3 separate regions of the Sus scrofa genome follow, and all the other regions are linked to region 3. A link is a contact called in public HiChIP or PLAC-seq data. All regions are on one chromosome and are shown on one strand. The core of a region is the stretch at or near the end of the contact, and the rest is flanking DNA. Distances in the headings are between cores, read along the strand shown. Region 1 has its middle 450 kb from the start of SPRED2. Region 2 has its middle 410 kb from the start of MEIS1. Region 3 has its middle 170 kb from the start of SPRED2.

What was found. HiChIP or PLAC-seq counts read pairs in DNA pulled down with a chosen protein or histone mark.
Region 1: a contact with region 3 is called in an H3K27ac HiChIP or PLAC-seq map of skeletal muscle. The contact joins two enhancer-like sites. A contact is called at or near these places in 1 of 47 Hi-C or Micro-C datasets (epiblast stem cells) and 1 of 2 datasets of contacts at active chromatin or transcription factors (skeletal muscle).
Region 2: a contact with region 3 is called in an H3K27ac HiChIP or PLAC-seq map of skeletal muscle, with 3 times the contacts expected there. The contact joins two enhancer-like sites. A contact is called at or near these places in 1 of 47 Hi-C or Micro-C datasets (embryonic fibroblasts) and 1 of 2 datasets of contacts at active chromatin or transcription factors (skeletal muscle).

Annotation. Positions count from the first base shown.
Region 1 is chr3:76,077,335-76,080,385 of Sscrofa11.1, forward strand. No RefSeq gene overlaps it. Among named protein-coding and RNA genes, the nearest start is that of SPRED2, 450 kb to the right of the region's middle. Within about 2 kb of position 1,612, at least 2 of the 83 cell types and tissues checked have an H3K27ac peak or open chromatin away from gene starts, as enhancers often do. A contact at or near this core is called in skeletal muscle, where this site is marked.
Region 2 is chr3:76,035,870-76,038,975 of Sscrofa11.1, forward strand. No RefSeq gene overlaps it. Among named protein-coding and RNA genes, the nearest start is that of MEIS1, 410 kb to the left of the region's middle. Within about 2 kb of position 1,787, at least 10 of the 83 cell types and tissues checked have an H3K27ac peak or open chromatin away from gene starts, as enhancers often do. A contact at or near this core is called in skeletal muscle, where this site is marked.
Region 3 is chr3:76,359,115-76,362,352 of Sscrofa11.1, forward strand. No RefSeq gene overlaps it. Among named protein-coding and RNA genes, the nearest start is that of SPRED2, 170 kb to the right of the region's middle. Within about 2 kb of position 1,732, at least 1 of the 83 cell types and tissues checked has an H3K27ac peak or open chromatin away from gene starts, as enhancers often do. A contact at or near this core is called in skeletal muscle, where this site is marked.

The sequences.
Region 1 (3,051 bases), core at 362-2,861, 280 kb before region 3:
CTCGTCTTAGGCTTTATAGGTATTTCCCTAAAGAGATGCCTATTAAAGAACAGTATTATAGGCCAGTCCATCCACATGGAATCCCAGACTCCATCACTTCTGAGTAACCACAACCATAGTTTCAGACAGTTCTGATTGGCTTCACTGTCCTTGACCCTTCTGAGGATATGGTTGTTACCTCCTTGTCCAAATTATAACACACTTTCTGTTTATTAGTCACAACCTGATTTTTCTGACAATGTGAGGAAATCTTCTCAGCCCCAAATGTCTGCCAATGATTTGTGGGTGGCAGGTAAGCATATTAGCAGGCTATATTTAACATAATTTGAAATTGCATTGTCTTTCAGTAAAAACCAGCTGTTTCCAGATGTCATGAATCAACCTTTATGTCGGACTGACGTGGTAGTTACAGGAAACATCTTGTGATACTGTCATGTGTTACTGGGAGCTTCTTGGACTAGATTATTTGCAAGTCAGAACCTTCAGCTTTCTAGTGAATTGTTATTTGGATTGCTTCAGTAACCTCCTGTTCAGATATGACAATAGGTTGACAATCCCATGGCTCATCTGCCCCATTTGGTTCTCTCACAACCACAAAGCTGCAGCCTGTTCAGTATTAGGAACTTCAAAAACATTTGCCAACAATTCAATCACACATCATCTCTGAGGAACACACTCAGTGAGAGCTAATTGGTACTATTGTCAAGCCCAAGAATATTTTATTTGCTTTTCCTGGAATTACTTATCTTAATTTTTCAAATCCTGAATTTCCTTCTATTTCTGTAATGTTTTGAGTACTGAGTTAATTTTTGTGTGCATTTGTCAATTATTCCCATCAACTTCTCTTCACTTAAGTCGCTCAATGTAAGATACTAATTAGCTGAGCAATTTTATTGTTTAGTCTGTCAGATCCATGGTTATTTTTATACCACATAAGTCTTCCCAGGATTTTGGTGGCTTTGCCAAATTCCTGTCCCTTTGTTTTACTACCTTTCACCCTATTCACCCCTTTACTGCTATGATGTGGATTAAGTTAAGTCATTTTTCTTACTGCTGTAACAATCTTATAGTAAATGCTTTATGAATATTATTTTAGGCCTGACATGTCATTTGGCTACTGAAGTAATGCACAATGGTCTAATTAATTGTAGAGAAGGAAATTTGGGAAGTATGCTGTCTTTTTTGGGGTCAGAGTATGAAAGAAATTCAAAGCCAAGATGAATGTAATCCTTGCAAACAAATTTTTAGTACTACAGTTTTCAAAAACTTTCAGAAACAGCTTCAATATTTTACCTTTCTTCCCTATTTTCAAGCTACAATACTCTTTCAACCGTTATCCAAATTTCCATTCTCTGCTCCCAGATCCAAGCACTCATATCTGATGGTATATTCATTTCTGATTCAATAACTAGGCTTCTATGACTAGTTTCAGATCACCACATTTTACTCACTTAGCCTGACTGTCCATTGAAGATATTTGGTAATAAAATGTGGCCACCTTGCAGGTCTGCACACTGTCACCTCAATTCCTGGTAGAGAGGTCTCCAACAGCTGTGCATTTACTGGCTCTTCCTTTAATGCCCTCTCAGCAATCTGGCTCAAGCGGATGACCGACTCTGTCAGCCAGAACACTTTGGACAGTCACAGCTCACTAGGCTTGGGTGTGCCTTAAATCGCTGGTTCCAGGCCATCGGGCCCAGCCAGCTACTTGAAACTATTTCCAGCATGTTAGGCCATTCCTAAATGAAAAGACTATCAGTCTCCTCATGGACTCACCTCTAAGTCTCCTTTCCCTGCACAGTAACTACTCTGGCACCATAATGAGCTAGTAAAACCTTTATGTGGTATCCGAACTGTGGGAAGTGACAGTGGCAGAGTTTGCCTCTCATGCACAAGGACACTGAGCTGGGTTTTGAGAGGTCTGTAATGAGTATAATTACTTTATTTTGATTGCTGAGGTTAACAACATGGGCAATGCCCAAGCATATTACCATCATCAATTGATGAGCTGGAGTTTTAAAAATCTGATTATATGACATGTGTTCAGCCATATCACCCTCTGCGCTGCTACTGGGGAATAACTAATGCCTTGTTCCTGAAGACATTAAAATAACTTTGCCATGATTCTGTGCCAGGTGTGAGTAAACTAAAGAAAAGAGCTCCCCAAATACTCCGCCATATGGTTGTATTTGTGTTTGCAAGAGTGCCATTTTAAACCAGCATCTAAGAGGGCAAGAAGCTCATCCTGCAGTTGATTGGGCATATGACAGCTGAGTTCAAAATAATGTGACACAGTCAGCTCTTCCCTGTGTTAACCCCCAGAAGGAACTAATAAACAAGTAGTTCTTAACTGGACCATGTGGGCCATGTCAAAATTCAGCCAAATTTTGATAAATGCTTTTGGTTGTCACAATGGGTTGTGGGAACGTGGGGGGAGAGGAGGAGTATACTACTAGAACATAACAGGTAGAGGCCAGTGATGCTATTAAACTTCCTACAATGCACAGCACTGCCCCCACAGCGAAGAACTGCTTGGCTCAAAATGTTAACAGTGGCAACACTGAAAAATGTTGGGTTAAACCAAAGAAGATGACTTAAGACTGTAAGAGAAGTGCTTAAGAATATCCAAAAATAACAAGTTCAAACAGTTCTACCCATTCAAAATTATTCAATTATTTAAGGATTGCAAAAATTTCAAAACGGCAAGCATCAGTTGTGGGAGTATTCCCAAAATTAAAAGACCTCAGCTTGTCTTTTCAAAGTTAAGCATTTTCAGCATGTGGAAAACTCCCTGGAATTAGGACTTAGGGTCTAAATGAACAATCTGCCTTTATTCTAGTACCAAAGGCTCTTTCTCCTAAATAAAGATAGGAGAATGAATCCTCCGACCCCCATCCCCGCCCTCCCACACTTACACCAGGACTCCCTCATGAAATCATGTTGCATGTAAGATAGCCAACAGGCAGAATTTTGCTTAAAAATGATCACTGTCCAAGATTATAAAATGTGGTCCCAACCCACAGCAGTGAAAAATGAAGGGCTAGCTTTGTC
Region 2 (3,106 bases), core at 537-3,036, 320 kb before region 3:
TCTAGTACAGTGCTTGGTACACAGTACTCAATAAGCAGGGGTTGAGCTGAAATGAACAAGGAACATCTGTATGACAATTAATAATTGACCATGTAGCTCCATATTAATTATTGAAGGGTTATAACAACTTTGCAAAGCAATTATTCTCGTAGCTCTACTTTCTTGAATGCTCCCTACTAATCAAAATCAGTGTAACTATGTCTCTCACTTTACAGATTAGGGAAGTGAGGTTCAAAAGTTAAGAGATTTGCCTGGGTTATACAATTAGCTACTAGAAGCCTCCCAATCCTGGTCGGTTTCTGATATAAAATGTCGCCATCCACAACAAATTAATTCCTTCGTAGTCAGCGAGTGTGAGAAAGCATTAATGATTATAATATTAAGTATTACAACAGTATTTATAGTACAGTGATGATAACATATGAATTATTATTATTATTTTGTCTTTTTAGGGCCGTACCCGGGGCATATGGAAGTTCCCAGGCTAGCGGTTGAATCTGAGCTATAGCTGCTGGCCTACACCACAGCCACAGCAATGCCAGATCCGAGCCAGGTCTGCAACCCACACCACAGCTCATAGCAATGCTGGATACTTAACCCCCTGAGCAAGCTAAGGCTCGAACCTGTGTCCTCATGGATACTAGAAGGGTTCATTAACCACTGAGCCATGAGAGGAACTCATATATTATATTATTCCTATTATTATTACTATTTTTAGCTCCTCTGTCCTGAGTCAGGCCTTTACCATACAGTCTCTAACACAAGAACCTATAGGATATCTATCATTATTCCCATTTTATAAATGATGAAACTGAGAATCAGAGAGGTTAATTAATTTACCCAAGGTCACAGAGTAAGAAAGAGACATTGTCCAGCTCCAAACTAAAGTCTGTCTGTAGCCAAAGCTGGAGTCCTTTCTCCCATTCTCTTCTGCCTTACACAGCCCCAAAGTCAGCCCCAAAATGCTATCTTGCCTAAATCTTCATCTTAAATGTTCTGAAACTCTGAAAGCCAGAAAAAAAAAGTTTTGTAATATAAATCCTGAGAGTCACCATATTTATCAATTATTCATACTACTCATTACTTGGGGAATAAATAAGAAGGTGAACAGAAAACAGAAAGAAAAGATATTCATTCAACCTTTCACATTTTAGCACATTTCACCATGTGCTGCTCCCTGTTCTAATGACCGGGGGGATAAAGAAGGGAAGGAAACAGAGGAAATCTTGATCTTCATGGAACATCTATTCCAGCCAATCCCTGACCTCTGTGGTCCCTGCAGGGAAATCCCCTCCAGTCACTCAGAGATGTTCCCGCCTTTACAAATTATGCTCATGCTCTCAAGCCCCCAGGTCCAGGGAGAGGTAGGTCATTGGAATCAGAACCTGCACAGAACTGTCTAGGGGCTGGATTTTTATAAGGCTTAGGAAATTGTACCCACACAGCCGCTTGAGAGAATTTGCAGCCATCACTCCCATCAGAGGAGTGTGCACATGTGAAGAAAGCAGATGGTGAGCAAGCCTCAGAACACCGAGGCTGAACCACACATGCTCACAAGATCCACTGATCTCCCAACCTCAGCTTCAAGTTTACAGTGTGCTGAATTAAAGGGTTATGTTGAGATGTGCCTTTCAACCTCAGTCATCAGGAAGGCTGTGTTTCCTTTTAAAAGGCTTTTGTAACCCTGCCCACCCCTCCTCCCACAAGGGCAGTCATCCTCACTGCCAAGCCTATTTTTATGGTTCGTCTCCAAAACAAGTGCAAAATAGTGTTGGCCTCCAATGAGCCCTCCCTCTCACTGGCCATTGGGACACCATCTGCAAGTTGAGTGGGAACAGTAAACACTGCAGGTTAAGTAACTCATTACTAATATTTTCCTTGAGCTCTGAAACTTTTTAAACAAACAACAACAACAATTGTATCATAATAACCTTCCAGAGGTTAACAGCCGGCAGGTGGTCCAGCTCAGCGAAATGAAAACCAGACAGCTGTTTGATTATAAACTGTTGACTCTCATGGAGATCTGGGGAAAACTTCTTGCCGAAAAAGGGTCTTCTCTTAAAAATCCCTAATGAAACAACACATAAATGTCAAAATGACAAAAATAAGGAAGTGTGTCATAGACTAAGCATTTTAATGTCTTTTCTGGCTTCCTCCAGAGTGTACTCTGGATCTAGCCACATTTAATGGCACAGATTCTTAAAGAGGTGGTGCACAGCATGAATTTTTATGACCCAAATAAAACTTGGAGAGGGTCACTTTCTCTGCCATAGTCACTGTCCTCAACAGATGTGTGGGAGGCTCACATTTCAAATCAGCAACTGTCCCAGCATTTTACCTGGACCCAGAGGCTACACAGAGTGCACATGTGAAGATGTAAGAAAACCCTGAGGTGAGGAGCATTACCCTGTCTGTCTCCAAGCCATTAAGACATTGCAAGGATTCCCCTGGGAAGCCTTGGCAAAGCTAGAGAAAATTCCAAGGGCTGATAAAATGGTTCGAGAATGGTGGATGAAAAGTTTCTAATAAAAACCTTATATTAGCACCATACGGCCCCACAGATTGATGGCTTTAACAGTCTTTTTTCCTTGATGATGAAATGACACGCAGGAAAATTACTCTCTAAATCAGTATTTAATTACTGGTGTATTATATTACAATCAGGAACATTTCAGAACGTTCAGCAAACAAAGTTCAACCTTTTTATACTGAAATCTGCAGCAAGTGGTGAAATGCAAAAATCCTAGGATTCCAAGGAAAAAGAAGCTATGCAATGATAATGACCGGGGTTTTTTTGGAAAAGGAACAAAAATGAAAAGGGTGCAAAAGAACATTTCACTGCTCCTAGTTTAGTTGCAATAATTTAATAGAAAGGTAAGATCACAGAGTGTGAAAAAAAGCAGTTTTTTGGTTTGACCCATGTTTGATGGAGTGTTCTGACATGACCGTATAAGCAAAAGGTGGCAATGAGCCACATCCCCAGAAATAGAATGGAGGGAAGGGAATAGGAAGAAAGAAAGAGAGAGAGAGAAAGGAAGGAAAGAAGGAAGGAAGGGGAAGGGATGAGGGGAGGGGAGGGAAGGGAAAGAAGAGTCCAAGACAGCAG
Region 3 (3,238 bases), core at 482-2,981:
CTGAAGACTAGGACGATGTGTTTTTCCTTTTGCACAAAATTATGGTGAGGAATAACTAAGTTAACGGAAGTGAATATATTTTAAAAGGCATCAAAGTGGTATCTATACATAGCGTTTGATGGTTTTTACTCTGTCTTTTGTGTATACCGCTACACATCCATTATGTGAACTATGCTATCCAGAACAATATAGAAAACTCTGGAGCATCCCCAGGTTAGTACAGATGAACCAGTGTGATAAAGAGGATCTTCTGGAGTTGTCAGAATAAATTCCCTTGGATGAGACGGACATGCCACATTATAACAAGTCCAGTGGCCCAACTATCCAAATAAGAGCCTTCTACCCCATTGAAAACCTTGTCAGCAGACAGGACACAGAACTAAGCAGGTAGGCTGGGCGGTTGGAACGCTCTCTTCCTGTTATCTCTTTGCGCATTCCCCCTTCAAAACATTGTGACCTGTCTTCCATACACCCTCGGGTGTGGGATTTACATTTTTAATATTGGCATTTATGACGTGGTGCTTTTTTCTGGTTAATTGGTATCAGAGCAAAATGTTTGCCTCTCTGCTGAAATAAATCTCTTCAAGAGCTTCAATCACACATTCTTTTGTTCTAGCCCTCATTTGAAACGGGCTCTATAAAGCCGTCAGACCACACTACATAATCTTTGGCCTCTCACATTTTTAAATCTGGGGCTTTATGCTTTAATAGCTTTGATGTGCTTACCATTCAGCCTGTTACTTAAACCACGTTCCTCCCTGTCCAACACCCAGCCCTCCCTCGGCCTTACAAGCCTGTACCCTCTGAGGCTGAAAGGATTTATTTATCATCCACAACGTTTCCATAATTTTGGAAACATATGTTTCAAAATTACATTCTGATATCTCATACTATGTTCTTTGTCTTGCATCTGTTCTGTAAAAACAAACAAAACGCACATAATTATATTCCAATGGCTGCAAAGTCTGTTTTCCTCAAGAGTTGGTTCTTCCACAATCAGTAAGAGTCACACAACAAAAGCATTTACACTCCCCTTGATGTCATTGGAATCACATGCTTGTGTTAATTCGAGTTAACCAGTGATAATAGTAAACTTCTACCACATAACTGTGAAACTCTGACTCCTTCCCAAAGTTATCTCAATTCTACAGGATAATCTCTTTATTGAAAAACTGAAGTCTTGACATAGCACTCAACTTGCATGGACAACAACTCAGTAATCTTTTTTCCTCCCAGGGTATGATTTTCATTAAATACAGTTTTAAAAACTGCACTTCTCTACCTGTAATATTCTAGTGGAAAGATAACAAGTCAATGTACAAAAAGTCCCCTCTCCCCCCAAAAAACAAAAATAAACCTGAGTGAACCATAGAGGAGTAATTAGCCAAAATGTATTTCTTTTTTCTACAACTACTCTACCACATATTAGCTCCCTTCTGCCCAGGTCTTTCCCACTACACAAACATTCATACACACACACACACACACACACACACACCATTTAAACATAAAAATCCAATCATTTTACATCCACTGTGTTTTACTAAAATGTTGGATATCAAAATTAGATCAATAGGCATTAAAACATTGAAAAAGCCTCTCAAAACTGAGAACTGCTATTTAGCCCACCTATTAAAAAAAAAAAATTTCAGCATTGAAATGCTTTCTCTCCTCAGGATTCTCCTCTTGTTACCATGATCCTTATACTCTTGGGTAATAAAAGAAATTTTGGAACTGAGAAGAGGGAGAAATCTGATGCCTGTGGTGGTATGCTCGTAGGTATTTAACAACCAGCTTGAGTGAGAAAACAAAAAACAAAACAAAACAAAACAAAACCTCTGATTTGCAGCATTTGCTAATTTCCATGATATACATTTCTCCATCACAGCCAATTTCAACCTACCAGTGTGATGTCACTGAAGGGCAGAGCTGGGAATATCAACACACAGTTGGCCCTTGCAAGGTGGTAAGGGCTGGCTGCATCACTGGATGCCTGTGACTCCTCATGGAGACTGAAAAATATTCCTAGCACCTCTGACACCTGGCAGTCGTTCTAGAGGTAACTGGTTGTTGGCTCTCAACCAGTCTGCTTCTAGAATGGTTTTCAGACACTCTTGCCAATGTCCTGGGCTAAAAAAGCACTTTATACCTATATGAGGTCATGGGTGGAAAGGACAGCACTGGTCACTGAGTTCAGTTGATACATAGCATAACCCACATAAATCCTGGCCCCCATGTGACCAAGTCTCAACATAAAGATACATTAAAAAGAAAACATATTTGGAGTTTATTTTTGTGTATGGTGTTAGGGAGTGTTCTCATTTCATTCTTTTCCATGCGGCTCTCCAGTTTTGCCAGCACCACTTATTGAACAAGCTGTCCTTTCTCCATTGTATATCCTTGCCTCCTTTGTCATGGATGAGTTGGCTATAGGTGCGTGGGTTTAATTCTGGACTTTCTATCCTGTTCCACTGATCTCTGTTTCTGTCTTTGTGCCAGTACCATATGGTTTTGGTGACTGTTGCTTTGCAGTATAGTCTGAAATCCAGGAGCCTGATTCCTCCAGCTCCATTTTTCTTTTTCAGGATGTCTTTGGCTATTCTGGGTCTTTTGTGCTTCCAAACAAACTTCAAAATATTTTGTTCTAGTTCAGTAAAAAAATGTCCTTGGTAATTTGATAGGGGTTGCATTGAATCTGTATATTGCCTTAGGTAGTATAGTCATTTTGATAATATTAACTCTTCCAATCCACAAGCATGGTATATCTTTCCATCTATTTGCGTCATCTTGGATTTCTTTCATCAGAAAGACACCACACTCAGTGTCCATGACTCCCTGCGTGGGCACAGTTCTCCCAATATGACTGCTTTTATCCATTTCCAGTGAATTATATTCTCTATCCTGTTACACTAATACAAGGTATTTGTCAATGCAATTTCTGCAGTGTCACAATAATAATGAGAGAGCATTTATCTAGTTCCCTTGCTATACCAGCTGAACAACTTAACACCTAGAGAATCACATAAGTTGTGGAGCCGAGAGACAAACCAGGATGGAGGGCACAAGTACACTGTTCTTTACCACTAAACTCTACCAGTGATCAGGCCTATATAAAGAAAAGCCATTGAGGGACACTGGCCAAGACAAACATCCTTTCACTCAGTTTCCTCATCTGTAAAGTGAGGCTTATAATAGTACCTACCTCATAAGGTTTGAAGGAGCCTAAGAACTTTCTGTA